2 separate regions of the Nothobranchius furzeri genome follow, and region 2 is linked to region 1. A link is a contact called in public Micro-C data. All regions are on one chromosome and are shown on one strand. Each heading gives the region's core, a stretch centred on a gene start, on an enhancer-like site or on the middle of the called end of the contact. The rest is flanking DNA. Distances are from core to core; before and after follow the strand shown.

Region 1 (3,725 bases), core at 889-3,388:
GGGCCCATCGTGCTCATTTCATTAAATTTCTCTGAAACAACAAAATAAAGTATCTTTGTGAACCTCCACTGGTAACTGAAGAAATGCAATGTATGTTTTTTGGCTTCATCAGACGAGCCAAACGACAGGGTGACCTTTCAGTTCGGAGGACAATAAAAGTGTTTTGGATGGAAATGAACTAACCCAGTCCTGCTCTCCGCTGTGTTTTTATTTTTCTGTAGCCAACTCCTCGCTGGCTAGCGTGTAGAAGCGACTTCAGTCTCGTTAACCTGAAGCACGTCCTCGTTTCTAACCGTTGGAGCGAGCTCCTACATCAGCACAGCTGCAAATAACCCGAAAAATCAGTGTAAACCTCTTGTTTTGAGTTTGCATCGGTCTGAATCCTGATGGGATCCATTATGTTGGGAAGGAGCTTCATAAACACCTGAAGGGCTTTCTGGTGCCAGTTATGATGAAACGACTAAATGCCACCTCCCGCGTACGAGCAGGGCCTGTTATTAAACCTTTAGAGGGCGCCGGGCTGCAGGAAGGTCACGGTTTCTGCTGCTTGGTGGTTTCTGATTTATCCCACGCGTAATGAAAACCGCCGTCCTGCTGAACCTCAAGCTGTGTGCCGGCATCAATCCAGCAGCTTTTTATTGTTGCTAAAGAGACGTTTTAAATGAAAGCCAGCAGAAACGCCGGTGGGAACGTAAGAGTTGAGTCTGAATTATCGGAGCCCTAAAACCTGGAAATAAATTCACTCAAGACTTTATAGAGAGCAGAAAGTGAAGTGGTCGGGTTTTACGGACCCATCGGGCTGGTGCCGCCACAGCAGGCCCGTCCAAAAGACGGCCGAGTGCATTTCTAGTGTAGCAGGCCGTGCATAATCACTTTTTATACGAGAACTTTTTGTACAAATATAGAAAAATAAACTAATTTTAATTCTAAAAAGAAAAATGTTGCTTTTCATAACCAGTAAGACCTTTAAAATGATGTTGGCCCTCGTCTTGAAAAGATTGGAGATGTGTGTTCTAAAGGAATAATAAAGGTGACATTTTCACTTAAAACACGGATTAAAACCAACAGTATTATGGTTTGTATGCAGAGCAAATCAGATTTTTGTCCTTTCATCTTGCTGATAAAACGAATGATTTTCAGTTGTAGCGAAACTATTAAAATGTCTTTTTTGCGAAGACTAAACCAACGCAAACTTCATTTATTGAATAAATTATAATTTATTTAGTAAAAAAACACAAATCTTTAAAAGTATTCAAAATGAAAATAAAAACATGTTTCTGGCTAACTGGATATGGACTGTGTTTGTATAGAGCCTTCTTAACCCCCCAAGGCTCTTTGCATCACAGGCATTCAGACGCCGGTGATGAGCTACAATGTAGCCGCAGCTGCTCTGACAGATGTGAGGTGCCACCAGTCCCTTCAGCAACCACCACCAGCCAGAGTGGGTTAAGTATCGTGCCCAAGGACACAACAGCAGCATTCTCTGGTGGGAACCGGGATCAAACCTGCAACCTTCCGATTCCTCCACCTCCTGCTTTCCCACCCATTTATGCTTTAATCGGTTTCTAAAATGACAAATATATATATATATATATATATATATATATATATATATATATATATATATATATATATATATATATACATATACAATTTACTAAATTCTCCTCTTGCATGAAGTAAATTTAGTGAAAAATCTAAATGATCAACATTCAGCCAAAATAAGACGCCACTCCAAAGGTTTTGGGTATTCTTTGTAATTTTAATTCCCATAATTGTTTAAATGTGACATTTTTTCCCCACTAAAAACCTTAAATAAAACATTACAGTACGATATATGCAAATCAGAGGAGCTGTAGGGTTTTGTAGAAGCAGGCTACAGTTTCTTTTGAGACATTTTATTATTTTTTGTTTTCATGGACTGGACAGTAAAGTAGCAGGAACAGTAAAAAGACATCACGGAGCTGTAAAGCCTGCAGGCCGGCCAGGGAGCGCATCCCAACACAAAAACAACCATTAAAACCATCTTATCACAAAGAGAGGACAGCCATCACCTTGGGATGGAGAAAAGCTCTCCACTGCTGAGGTGAGCGCTGCCTGCACAGACAAGAGGGGGCGCTACTACACCAGTGCAGCAGTGTAGCACCATGGTAACATTCAGGGAGAGGAATGGTACATTCTGTAAAATGGTTCTGATGCAGCAGGAGTACAGAAACTCCCTCAACGACAATTTACAACGATTTATTCCGAAGGTCTGCCTCACTCCACGGGGAGGAAAGGGCTGAACTGCGCCCTCTGGTGGCTGAGATCACAATTATTCACTTTTTATAAATTGTTTTCCATTAAACTCAACATTAGAGCAGCAAATGGCTCCTTTAAGAGTGCAGTTGGGTTTGTTGAAATTGTGCTTTTCTGGCTCAGTCAGGAATAAAATATTCTATACAGGTGAGTGGCTTTGTTTAAGCGCCGCCTGCTGTTCAGATAATGCATCTGAAATACATTTAGAATAGTTTTAAAATCAAATCAACTGATTTTTTTCTACTTTCAAGTAAAACTGGTGGCTGAATATATTTCCATTGTGGTTTGTTTAAAAATAAAAATAAATGAAAGCTACCAGAGCACGATTTTCACTTTTTCCTCCCCATCTCGAGCGATGCGCCTCTTTCTGGCCAATCAGGACAAAGAATGAAAGGCGGGAAAATGACAGATGAATAAAAAGATGCACCGTGAGTCACACAGACGACTTGCCTTTATGCTCAAACCAATTTCACCCTTTAACAGGTTTTTATTCTCTTCATCGAGGCTGCAGGGGTTTTAGTGTCGCGTCTGCAGGATGAGAAAAGGCGCAGTTGTGCGTTTATTCTAGCCGAATGACTCCTTCCATTGACTCAACAAAACATTTGATCTGTTCCACTCTTTTGGAGTTTTTAAAACAGACAAAACTGATTAAAGCTGACTCATTTATACAGAAAGTACAGATTTAGTGACATCAGGCTTGTTTACAGCTTTCAGGGAGTCAATGGGAAAGGAAAACCTGCGTTTTTAGGGGTCACCGTTAGGTGAAGTAATAAAATGCACTTCCGCTGAAACACCTTGCAACAGGTAACAAGAGTAAAATATGGATGTGAGCATGGAAGCCATGTGCGTCCCTCTGCGTAACGAGCAGTCTGGCGAGGAAAAGGTCACGAGCTGCAAGAGACTTCGGCTGCCAAAAGCACGAGGAACCAAACGCTCTCACGCTCTGATTTATTTTCTGTTTTTTTCCAATTAAAATGACAACAAACGGCTGCTTGTTTTATATCAACGAGCAGTAAAACCTCCCTCCTCCCGCAGCTCATGATCACAGCAGCAGGGAAACAAAATTACAAAGTGTTTTCGTCTAAAGTTCAAAAATAAAAACAAGTCATTTCTAAATCTCATCTACCGGTTACCGACACGTCAAATCTACACGTCAGAGAGGCGCCGGGCTGGGGGAGGGGCGCGTCCTAGCAGCGCCCCAGCTGCTCCACCGAGCCCCGCGGCGGCATCTCCTCTCAAAGTGTCTGGAAGCTCACGCAGGTTAAAACTCAGATTTGGTAGAAAAATATATAGTTTTGATGAATTTTCTCTAGTTATTTTTTTCCATCGGTGAATTGCACCCAAACACGTAGTGTTAGCACATCGTAGTAGCAGTGTAAAGTGACAGGGATCATAATTAGCACTACTACTACCACAGGAACAGCAAA
Region 2 (3,725 bases), core at 516-3,015, 68 kb after region 1:
AAATGTGTGTCTAATCGTGCTGCAGACACGTGTAGTCAATAGTTTTGCACTTTAGTGCATTTTAGTTAAAATTAAATTTTCTGCCTAAAACTGTCAGTGTTGTGCCGTTGTCAGGTAAACACTCTGCACTGCATTTGAATTTAAATCTGCCATCGCTATTGGCTAAGAGGTGCCCTAGATCGTTAGCTGGTACAATGTGATGTCACAATGCAGGTGTGAGCCTGTGTGTGTGTGCGTGTGTGTGTGTGTGTGTGTGTGTGTGTGTGTGTGTGTGTGTGTGTGTGTGTGTTTGTCAGTGTTCTGCAAGGCAACAGCATTTGTTGCATTTTTCAAACAGGAAGTGGGAGTTCAGTAAGAATCTGGTGACTTGCTCTTTAAACAGCTCGAATTTGTTATGATTTAAAAGTTGTTTTGACATTTCCAGATATCTTATTATTTTAATTTTTACATAAAAATTTGGTCTATATTTTCATGTCTTTCTGACCAGAGGACCCAAAGACAGCAGTAACTGCACATCTGCTTCCATCTAGTGGCCAAGGACTTTAGTGATTCTGCTTTCTTTCCCTTTGGGATTTTAGGTGTTCTGGACGTTTCTTCAGTAAGAGAAAACATAAAAATGCTACAAGAATAATTCAATAAGTTTCATGCAGAGGGAATACATGTTAAAACAGAGCAATGCATTTGTGAACATGGGTCAATAGGTTTGTTTCTGAGGTTTTATCTTCTTTCTTTGTGTGACCAAATGTGTACATGTTTTTGATTTACTTATATATTTTTTTCCAGTTTAGGCTGTGTTTACTAACATCCTTGCTTTTTGCACACTTTAAACTCATAATCAATACTTAGTTAGGAACTTTACAAAACAAACAAACAAACAACCAACCAATTAGCCCAAGAGTCACAGGAATTCATAAAGAAATATAGCTCCAAAAACAAAAATAATCAACAAAATGACCTACATCATATTGCTTTTTTCATCTGATGTGAAATCAAGATTTGAATCTCTCTTGTTAAAGTTTGAATGTAACATAAACACAGGTAAGCATGGAATGGGCCTCTTCATGGGAACACTGTCTTATGCAATGAGCTGCACTTTTTATTTACTATAAACAAGGGTTTGAACTGTCTGACTGGAAATTAAAGACTAAAAGAGTGTTTTACCCAAACATGTTGTCATTCACAAGAACACACTCACCCAATCACTCATTAGCGATCTAAGACAGTGGCTTCCCAGCGCTAGACGATCGTAAAAGCAATAGTAACTCCAGATTTCTCTGATCTGACAATACCAACATGCTTATAAACTTTAATTATTCTGGACACAAAGAAAAACACTTCAGCTTATAATCACTTAAATCAATTTATGACCATTTAGTTTAGTTATTGTAATGATCATGATAGAAATATTCAGTCAGTTGTTTTTCAGTTCTATTCTGATTTCTGAAAATTGTCTCGAGACCCCCTGTGCAGTTCTTGGTGACCCTCAGTGGGGTCCCAACCCCAACATTGGGAAACACTGATCGCAGATATATTTTGACATCTGACCTCGCGGGACTCCATCCAATGAGAAAAATTTTTGAATGCCCAAAATGTTAATTTATTTCTTTTATTTCTTACATTTGTGGCTTCGACAGGTCCGTGCACATGAGTAAAACTGTTGCTGCCTCCGAGGTAACGCTAGTAACACACTTTACATCTTCCACAACACAACTTTCCTTCCACTCAGCAGATAAACTCACATCCTAAAGCAACGCCACCTCTCTGCGTACCTACGCACGCCCTACGTCAAGCACACGAATATGGCGGCATCCGTTACACCTCTACGCTCCTCCTTCAGGATTTGCGGCTCGTTAACCGCCCACCATCACCGCTGCCCCACCAAGCTGCGGACACGCGGAAAACACGAGGCTCAGCGGAGACCCCTACATGTTTCCGCGTGGAGGTAAAGGGGGCCACAGTTCAAAGACTTTCCGTAGTTAACCGGTTTAGAGGAGCGACGTCACGTTCGGGCGCCGGTGGACTGCACGTAGCGTCACGTGGCAGAACGTAGAGTCACGTGGCAGAACGTAGAGTCACGTGGCAGAAGATGGTGATTGACAGCGGATGTCACCGTCGGTAGAGCGCGCCGGTTAAACGAATAAAAGATACAGAATTTGAGTTTTCTTCAAACGACGATGTTGACAGACGTGTCGGAGTTAAGTAACTCAGTACGTTTGCTCATAAGAACGCGCAGCGTTTGAGTTAATCTTGTTGGAAAGGCAGGGGGATGTAATCACGGGAGGGTACAGTTTTCGGCACTACACCGGTGCTGTCAGCTCGTTACTTGATGTACATCGTGTAGTTTTGCTGCACAAACGCACATTTTAAACGTTACCATGGAAACAAAAACCCGGATAATTCCACCAATACTAGTGAGGAAATAGTAGCACTAAACATTGGCGAGGACATTTTTAATGAATCTGGTGATGAAACAACTGAAATATGTTAAAATGTATTTTTGGTGCCATTTATCTCATCAGCTTATATTGTTCATGTTCAACAGTGATCCATTAATGCTGGTTTCTGTCATCGCTCCACTCCCCCAGGTGTGCAGCTGTGGTGATTTCGGGAACAGAGTTGGCTCGACAGATTCACAGAGAGACCCAACGGGATGTGGAGGAGCTCGTGGCTCAGGGAAACCCGAGACCCCACCTTGGAGTGGTCTTGGTGGGAGATGACCCGGCCAGCCGCGCCTACGTTAGGAACAAGACCCGGGCAGCCAGCATCTTGGGTCAGAAACAAACTTAACTATTATTATTCTTTTAGGCCAGAATTGGGTTGCAAGTAGAGGGTGACCGACAGTGGCGGCTGGTGAAAAATATTTTTGGTGGGGCTGTGCTATTTTTTTTTTTTAAACTTGTGCTTTCTGAGCTTTGTGCACAACTCCACTATTTCCTGAATTAAGCACAGCTCTTTTATTTCCTGTCTTACATCATTGGACAAACTGATTAATCCAGGTGTGTCTGACTATTGGCACGCTGCCTTGCAGACCAAGGTTGAAAAATACTGCATTAAATTGCACATAAAATAACACGACCATATATGGTCCACATCCACATTACTGTTTGTGAAACTAACATACTGGAGAATTTCATCACAATAATATTAAATGAACAAGTATGTACCTGATCTTTTGCATGCTGTTGGTGAAGCTCTGGATGACCCCTGTGATGTAGACGGAGTCAATGTTCCTCTTCTGCAGCTGGTTGAACAGCATGTCCACATGTGGCATGATCTTGTGACACAATGCCAGCAGAAAGCCGAAATCTTCTTCCTCCAGCATTCTCACAAAGCCTCCTGCCTCTCTCTCAGTGACTGGATCAAAGTCATCCGAGCCTCTGATCATCTGGAAACATCTGAGGAGGTCATCCTTGTGCTCATACATTGTGTTGACATCTCTCTCTTGGACAAAATGTGCCGGTTCTGATCCACTTCTTCATTGTGTTTCTTCACTGCAAGCCTGTGCTCGTCTCTAGCTGCATGGCAATGTTAGCTCTGCCTAGCATAGCTAGCTTCACCGTGTTGTCCATGTGTGACCGGGATAACTCATGTTTCTTCACCTTCTCAGGAAAATGTTTCATGTCCGTAACTCCTGACTCATCCTTGCCTCATCTGTCACCGTCGTTTTGAATAACAAACACGGAAAGCAAAATAACGCATTAGCGTGATCGCATCCAGCTAGCCAA

What was found. A called contact is a pair of places that touch in the nucleus more often than the background predicts.
Region 2: a contact with region 1 is called in a Micro-C map of tail fin, with 18 times the contacts expected there. The contact joins the promoter of LOC107394299 here to the enhancer-like site in region 1. A contact is called at or near these places in 2 of 2 Hi-C or Micro-C datasets (skeletal muscle and tail fin).

The regions. Positions count from the first base shown.
Region 1 is chr17:56,650,038-56,653,762 of NfurGRZ-RIMD1, forward strand. slc20a2 (solute carrier family 20 member 2) reads right to left here. Exons shown (of 11, transcript XM_015973187.3): 11 at 1,742-3,725. Among protein-coding and RNA genes, the nearest start is that of LOC107394297, 13 kb to the left of the region's middle. Within about 2 kb of position 2,139, at least 1 of the 3 cell types and tissues checked has an H3K27ac peak or open chromatin away from gene starts, as enhancers often do. A contact at or near this core is called in tail fin, where this site is marked.
Region 2 is chr17:56,718,065-56,721,789 of NfurGRZ-RIMD1, forward strand. It overlaps LOC107394299 (bifunctional methylenetetrahydrofolate dehydrogenase/cyclohydrolase 2, mitochondrial), which reads left to right and starts at 1,766. Exons shown (of 8, transcript XM_054731665.2): 1 at 1,766-1,942; 2 at 2,586-2,770. The coding sequence starts at 1,800.